Regions from separate parts of the Danio rerio genome. Here region 1 is linked to region 2. The links are chromatin contacts, called in public Micro-C maps. All regions are on one chromosome and are shown on one strand. The core of a region is the stretch at or near the end of the contact, and the rest is flanking DNA. Distances in the headings are between cores, read along the strand shown. Region 1 holds the start of nmrk1 (nicotinamide riboside kinase 1). Region 2 overlaps septin9a (septin 9a).

The links. A called contact is a pair of places that touch in the nucleus more often than the background predicts.
Region 1: a Micro-C map of caudal fin shows a contact between it and region 2, with 4 times the contacts expected there. The contact joins the promoter of nmrk1 here to the enhancer-like site in region 2. A contact is called at or near these places in 4 of 18 Hi-C or Micro-C datasets (caudal fin, fibroblasts, hematopoietic stem cells and 1 more) and 1 of 4 datasets of contacts at active chromatin or transcription factors (caudal fin).

The regions. Positions count from the first base shown.
Region 1 is chr3:33,453,300-33,457,117 of GRCz12tu, forward strand. It overlaps nmrk1 (nicotinamide riboside kinase 1), which reads right to left and starts at 2,289. Exons shown (of 8, transcript NM_001013449.2): 1 at 2,093-2,289; 2 at 1,924-2,014; 3 at 1,751-1,799; 4 at 1,501-1,663; 5 at 955-1,026; 6 at 755-861; 7 at 574-670; 8 at 375-492. The coding sequence starts at 2,121. The coding sequence ends at 582. It also overlaps a transcript of si:ch211-165d12.4 not described here.
Region 2 is chr3:33,320,094-33,324,492 of GRCz12tu, forward strand. septin9a (septin 9a) reads right to left here. Exons shown (of 12, transcript NM_001423665.1): 8 at 2,327-2,444. Among named protein-coding and RNA genes, the nearest start is that of septin9a, 120 kb to the right of the region's middle. Within about 2 kb of position 2,853, at least 7 of the 62 cell types and tissues checked have an H3K27ac peak or open chromatin away from gene starts, as enhancers often do. A contact at or near this core is called in caudal fin, where this site is marked.

The sequences.
Region 1 (3,818 bases), core at 1,039-3,538, 130 kb after region 2:
TTCATATGAGTGACCATTCTGCTAAAACATTTTTTTTATTTTAATAAGTCTAAGTCAGATTATGTATATTTGTTTTCATACTTCACTCACATTTTGACATTTTCACAAAAAATGTAGTTTTAAAACATTAATCACATGTATTTTATATTCTGTGTGTATAAAATCATGTTTATGAATTCACTTCAACAAACACACACACACACACACACACACACACACACACACACACACACACACACACACACACACACACACACACACACGCCAAAATGGGAAGTCTTTAATACAAGTTCCCCATTTTAAATCAGCATTAATACATTATCTAGAAAATACGTCAAGCTTCTCTTATTTTGAGGAATTTCTAGGCTTCATGATAACAGTAAATGCCCTTTAATGAGGAATTGAAATTGCCCATTAATGAATACTATAAAGAATGTGCTGATATAAGTGTACTTGCGGGAATAAATGGCTTCAAAGTGTGGTCCTCACAATCTGACAATGAAATGCAAACACAGAAAAAAATGAGTTTCATGCAAGTGAGCTTCAATATTACGTAAATGCTGAATTACTCACATGACAGATCATCTCTGTCTAACCAGAAGCATTTCCTGGATGTCTGCAAAAACTGTTGAGATCAACGTCTCTCTCTTCAGTGTGCCGTCCAGAAACACTGTATAAAGTGCAAATACATTCAGCCAGACTTTTACAGTTCACCACAACTCTGTGATTAAAGCGTTTTATAATATTACAGTACCTATGTCATCTACAGTTTCTTCCATGGCTTTTCTGTTTTTCAGGTACATGGGCCAAACGTAGCTATCAAGGTAGCCTGGCGGATCTGGAGGCACATAGACTCTGGAGCTGCCCAATAGAGAGAAATGAAAGAGATGGTTTTACTTCATTTAATGATATGTTCATCACACTAGACACGTCTGACAGGAGTCTAGATCGCACCTTCTTCTCTCTTTGCACGTCTCATAAGGAATCTGCAGGAAGTACTTCTTGTCGAACAAAGCATTAAGAGGCCTGGAGGTAAAACATGAATCCATGAAACAAAAACACAATAAATAATGCAATCCATAACCAAAGGTCAACAAGCATGTTTTAGTGACCCTGAGGTCATTCACACTAACGAATAACACAGCAGAAATATCAATTTGATAACTGTAGATTTGTTAACATTTTAGTATATCAGGTTATGTAAAACACATTTCTGCTGTCACAAGCAAAACAAGATATATTTTACTTGTGTTTTTGAAGATAAAATTGCTTTATAATAATTTCTATGATTTAGAGGACTGATAATTCTTTCAAAAGCATGAATTTGGATCTTAAATTAGGTGATATAATTTAATGTAGCTTTGAAGAACTGCTACAAAATTTCCTTGACTAAGGAAAGAATTTTCAAAATTAAGATTATTACGTTAAGGATTTCAAGTGGGTCCAGTAAGATTTATTGTGACTCTGTGTAGTCTGCTGGACCAAAATAAATTAAGTTACCGATGATTAAAAATCAGGAACCCCTCCACTATAAGAACAAACACACTCGGCTCTGATGCTGTGGGTTTCACTGGACAACTATGAGATATCATGAATCCCACAGGATCCTCCTGCCACGAGCCGATGTCTCCCATCATCCTGTCCATGTGCAGGGCGTCCAAAGCTGAAGATGAGTTTCGTAATAATAAATAAATAACTAAAAATACATATATAGTTTATTTCAATAAAAACATGATTTCACAACACTTACTGTCATATTCTTTAAAGCCTCTGATATCAGCAGGAACCTCAGAGTCATCCTGAGAAATAAACACACATTTGTTAGCAACAATTGCAAGATATAAATAAATGACCAAATCATAAAATTGTATTTGAAAACAACATATTTACATTCAGAATATTAATATAAATCGAGTATGGCACCTTGAAAAAGTTATCTTGAGAAATAACACAGCTGTTGGGCAGAAGCTCCTGAAGACTTTTACTCAGAGTGGTCTTTCCCCCGTTTGTCATCCTGTCACAGCAGTTCATGTATAACTCATATACTCTCGATAACATTCGAACTGAACACGTTTACTTTTACTTTACTCACCCACCAATTCCTACGATTACTTTTCTCATTGTAAATCAACACTGTAAACAAAACGTTTTATTCAACGCGTCTCCCGTTTTATACTAGCTTCTTAAGCAGTGAGCTGCATGTGTTTGAAGTAAACTTGGCATATTTTCTTCGTTTATTAATCACAGGATCTTTTAAATGCAGACCAGACTGTAAATAAAATCAACTGTGTTGAGATCATTTCTTCTTCTTTGCTCAGTAGCCAGATCAAACCTGCTCTACAGCGCCTCCTGCAGCGCTGGCTTGTCAATGGATGTTTGTAGTATTTATTATTAGTTTGGTTCATTTCACTTAACTTAATTACACTAATAGTCATAAATTTATTTGCAGCATTAATCAGACGTTAGCGTTCAATTCCAAACAGTTACAATAGATCACATTCTCACAGACAAAAAAGTACTCGCCTACTGTTTAAAAGGTTACGAGCACCCATAGCAGGCATGATTTCATAACCTTTCAATTCATGTTTATTTATATAGCGCTTTTTACAATATAGATTGTGTCGAGACAGTTTTACTAAAGTCCAAATATCAGAATTGAAGTTTACTTTAGCTCAGTGTGATTTAAATTTCACTGCTGACAGTTCAAACACTGTAGAGCAAATCCACATGAAATAAGCACAGCTCCACAAGTCCTGATCCGAGCAAGCCAGTGGCAAGGAAAAAAACATCTCCAATTGACGGAGTGAAGGGAAAACAACCTGGAGAGAAACCAGGCTCTGTTGGGCATGACAATTATTCTTCTGGCCAAACATCCTGTGTGGAGCTGCAGTCTAGACGCCGGAGGCTGGACGTCCATTGTGGAGAAGCTGCAGTTATTAGTAAGGCACTAGCGGGTGGTCAGGCTGGCACACAGGATCAATGCGGGGACTCACAGTGGTCTTTTGGGAATCAGTCTAATGCACTCCATTCCTCCATGTTACATGCGTTACAAGTAACACCACCACAGCACCACAGAAGGTTGCTGGTTTGAGTCCCAGCTGGGTCAGTGGCATTGCTTTGTGAAGTTTACATTTTCTCCCCGTGCTGGTGTAGGTTTCCTGCAGGTGCTATGCTTTCCCCCACAGTTCAAAGACATGTGGTATAGGTGAATTGAATAGACTAAAATGGCCAGTGTAAATGAGTGTGTGGATGTTTCCCAGTGTTGAGTTGCAGGTGGAAGGGCATCTGCTGTGTAAAACATATGCTGGAATAGCAGTTCATGCAACTAAGTTGAAGGAAAATTAATGAATGATTGCTTCCTGTACTTCTAATTTTAGGTAATATATTCTTCAAAAATACTACATATTAATTAGCTTAAATTCTTTAATAGTAATTTTTGAAAGTTAGCTTCTGCTTTTTCCTTTGATATCTGATGAAATACTTCTATCTGGTAATAGGAACTAGTATCTAAAGTAAGTACTAATATCTTAATAATAGCTACTAGTACTACCTTAAAAAATACTAGACTTAAATGCATACTATTGAAAAATAAAAATAAATGCACAAAAAATATCTCAATGAGTTTCTGACAGAAATCAACGGCAACTTTGTACAATTTGTTACAAGTAACAACCGAGTGGTTATTAGCCACTATTGAAATAAGTACTATCAAAAGAATAAGTTCTAGTACCTAATAATTAGTACTAGTAGTTAGTGAGTAAATACTAATTAATAAGCATCTGTATTTAGTAAATACTAATATATACTAAATACTATCT
Region 2 (4,399 bases), core at 1,603-4,102:
ACAGATCACGAGAGGCACATTGATGTTCAGACATTACAGCTGTTAGGTTAAATAAATAGAACTTTTTTTATTAGTTTTTAGGCCTATTTACTTTTACTAAATAAGTCATAAATGTATATGTGTGCATTTTAACTTTTCCAAACTTTTTCTTCAGGGAGACATGTTAAATGATTATTCCATCATTTGCAATGGTTCTAATATGCATTGTCAAGCATTTTTTTAATTGTTTTGATCTATTTTATTCTGTAAACCTGCTTCTGGCCAGGACATGTTCACACTAAATGGTTTTAAGAGACATGTGAAAGTAATTATATGCAACATGATTTATTCTCTCAGGTAAGGCGAGATCCCCACTTAAGTAACATACTTTGAGGGAAAATATACTTGATGCATTATAAAGCATGAAGAATCAGAATCAGTTCTCTGTACTGGTCAATCATGATGACAAGGAATCATTATAGGCCTCAAAAATGCTGGTCAGAGCATCCCTATTAAATACCATGAAGGTTTTTAACGCCATCTCACCCGTCATAAACCTTTATAAAAGTTATTGAAAGATAACCGACTTGGAAAAATTACATATATTAGCAGTCATATTATTTTACATTTTTGTCTTTTGAACAACAGATTTATTCCCCTATCATTATGATATTAGAATAGTACTGTCCTGACATTTATTTAACTTGACAAGATTTAGCAAACCACATTTAATTCCGTTCAACAAAATGTTTTATGCTGACAAAATCTTTCCAATAAAGAACAATACCAGCTGTACAACATGGCAGTCAACCAAAATTCCTGCTTATCTTTCAGTAAGTATTTTGTCTCAACTTAAAAATACTGTGGCACATCAGGGCTCGAAATTGTGACCATTTTGGTCGCATATGCGCCCAAAATTTAAGCTATGCGACCTCATAATATAAATTGGGAGCATTCGTGCGACTGCATATAATGGTTGTAGTGCGACCTGTTTTGGTTTTTTTCTAAAAACGTGGTAAAACTGCCATATTGGTTCATATTAGCTGTCAATCACTCAAGACTTTCCGCTGTCAGATGACAGGGAGGGAGCTTTCGTGACCGCGGGGAATGCAACCGGCTGAAGAGTGAAAAGTGCACTGAATCTCGATGCATTGCATGCACTGCATGTTCAGCCAACACAATCTCATGGCAATTCGTAACTTTTTCATACGTTTCCCCGTGAGATCAGGCTGCAACAGCGCAAATGTCTGCTAAAACACCATCGCCAAAGAAGCTTGCCTTTAATGAGTTTAAACTGATGCGGGTTATAACAAAGAACAGTATTGCGCCGGTGGTCATCGGGAGAATCCTGCTCTGCTCCCCCTCATATATTGGTCCGGCTGACTCGCATGCTTTTCCGCAAACACAGAAAAATGTAATTTAGCACGTAACCAGGCTGAGCATTAAAACGACACGAACCGAAATCAAAACTTTTAATAGTGAGACTTTTCTTCCTTTCTTTTGTCCGTTCTTTCTTGAGGTGTATATTATTTTTCTATTTAATTACTGACTGCTTTGCAGCTTTCAGCAGTGAATTAAATGATTTATTATAGTATTTTGTTTGTTTTGTAGCAGAAATATTATTTATTAAATTGACATGCATATAAAAACAATAGTACAAAATAAATATTTCTTACTACAATGCTTCATTTGTGTTTGATGCAATCCATCAATTTATTTTTCATAAAGTAACAGTAGGACTTTATATAGCAGATAACTTGCATTAGCATGAAAATGAGAAATATAATTCATTATTAGTATTAGTGTCATCATCGTCATCATTAATATTTTATAATTATTCTACATTCATTTTGGAATTATTGCACAAATATTAAGTCATTATTAACGTTAGTTAGATAGTTGCTTCTGGTTTTGTTAGTCCCAATTGATGTTGTTTTCAAATACAATAAATCCCTTAATATACAACTTGTCAAATATATCATTCATTTTTGGTGGGTGCTCCTAAAATTTTTCTGGTGCTCCTAAATTTTTTCTGGTGCTCCTAAATATTTTGGGTTAGGAGCACCGGTGCAACCAAGTAAGAAAGTTAATTTCGAGCCCTGCACATTGACTTTTGTAGCTTACCTTTGTAGCTTCTTTTTTTACATAAGATTTGTTTGTTTTTTTGTCTTTGTGCTAGAACAATAGTAGCAGTTAGTCAGTAAGTGAAGTTGAAGAGAGACAGTGAGACAGAGGGTGAGATCGGCAAAGGTCCGCGAGCCTGAATTCAAACTCGGGATGCCTAAAACGCAGTTGCAGTGCATGTACCGTAGTTGCATTACCTGCAAGGCCATCAGCGTCAGCTTACCTTCTTTTTAAAGAAGTCTCTCTCCTCTAAAGTCAGAGTGTCAGCCTTAGCGATAACAGGAACTATGTTCACCACCTTACTGAGACGCCTCATAAACTCTACATCCAAAGGCCTAAGACTGTGGGGAAAAAACAAAAAGATGGACACATCTTAAACCCATTTCAGTAAAGGGACACTTCATTTAAAAAAATGGAAATTTACTCACTATTTACTCTCCCTCAAGTGGTTCCAAACCCTTATGAATTTATTTTTTCTTTTTGAACACAAAAGTATTGAAGAAATCTGAAAACCTGTAACTTGCTTTCCACAGTAGAAAAAAAAGGTACTATGGAAGCCAATGTTTACAGATTTTCAGCTTTCTTCAAAATGTATTATTTTGCATTCAACAGAAGAAAGAAACACTTAAAGGTTTGAAACAAGTAAAGATCGAGTAAATGTTTGGCTGAACTATCCTTTTAATCTTACAATGCAATTAACAGGACTGCACAATGACCACCAGAGGGCGAAAACCACCCAAAATACACATGCTCTTAAAACACTTGGGCATGGAATTATTCTTCACGCAGTGCTTTTTACAGGGGTGTAAGGAGGCCTGTGAATGTGAAAGGAAAAGGCACACAGCTATTTTTCTCAGAAGTGAATGAATCTCCCGCAGTGTGACAGCAGCGGATGCAGACTGTAGTCTCTATGGCTGACTGTTCGACTCTAATTAGCCGAGTTGTTGAAAGCCAGAATGCAGCTGTGGAGCGGTGACATCTGCAGTGCTGGATGGACATGAAACAGTCAGTCATTCACAGCGGCCCACTGAAAGCACTGCAACACACGCTACAGGGCATCAGGACTCCACATCCATGGTTGTGTGTCTGGCATGTGTGTTCAGGGCTCTCAGATCTTTTTTTATTATTAAAAAAAGGTTGGACGGACAATCTTATGTCTTAGATGTTACAGTGACATGGACTTTCAATATCTCATCAAACAGCGTTATTCATATGCATAACTTATGTGCATGAAACACAGATATACTATGCATTTAGAGCACAAACTATTGTTAAATAATTGGGGTCAGTAAGATTTTTTATTCAGCAAAGACGCATCAAATTTTTCAAAAGCAACAGAAATCTTCAATGTTTTTCTGTTTCAAATAAATGTTGAATTATATATCTATGGAAAGAATCTGGGGTATCAAAGAATCCTAAGTATCCACATGAAATAAACTGTGAAAAAGTATTTAAGCTTTTATAATAAGAAATATGCCTTGAGCATAAACTGAAACAACATGTGACACTTTAGACTGGAGAAATAATGCTAAGAATTTAGAGCTTTGCCACATGAATACAGTTGATTTGTTATTATTTTGAACCTGGGGTGTCCAAAGTTTTTTATAAAGGGCCAAAGACCAAACTAGATTGAGGCTAGTGGGTCGAAGGTAAACATAGCTGCCATGAGTAATTCTTAATTTATTTATTAATATTTAAAAATAGCCTAAAAAGATTGCTTTGTATTAACTAATACAGTATACTTTGTTTTAAAATGAACTTATTAAAGTAAAAACAATCTAATTTACAACAGTATGGAGTTACACTAGTCAAGATAGACCTGATTTTGCCTTGATTTGCAGGTGTCTTCTGCATTGTGCTCTATCTGTCAAGTGACAGTATTTCCATTTTTACAAAATATTTATTTATGTATTTGCAATTAGCATTTAATGAAACATTTAATTACAGTTGGTTTTTTGTAGCTCAGCAAGAAAACAAACAAAAAATGTTATTTTAAACTAGAAATGACAACCTCTCTTAAAAGCATTCGCCCCAACCCTGTCCATCATTTGTACTTCACAGATTAAGCTCAGAATAATCAATAAATAAAAATCAATATTTAGTCTAAACTTCATTTAGGTAATTGGTCTATCAATATTTACTCTGCACTACAGAGAGCATCTGTTATAAGTCCACATAAATATAGATTAGCTATTGTTTTTATTTTGAAGGTTGCTATAAATATAATATAATAAATATAATAATATTACTGATAATAATAATAATAATAATAATAATAATAATAATAATACTGAAT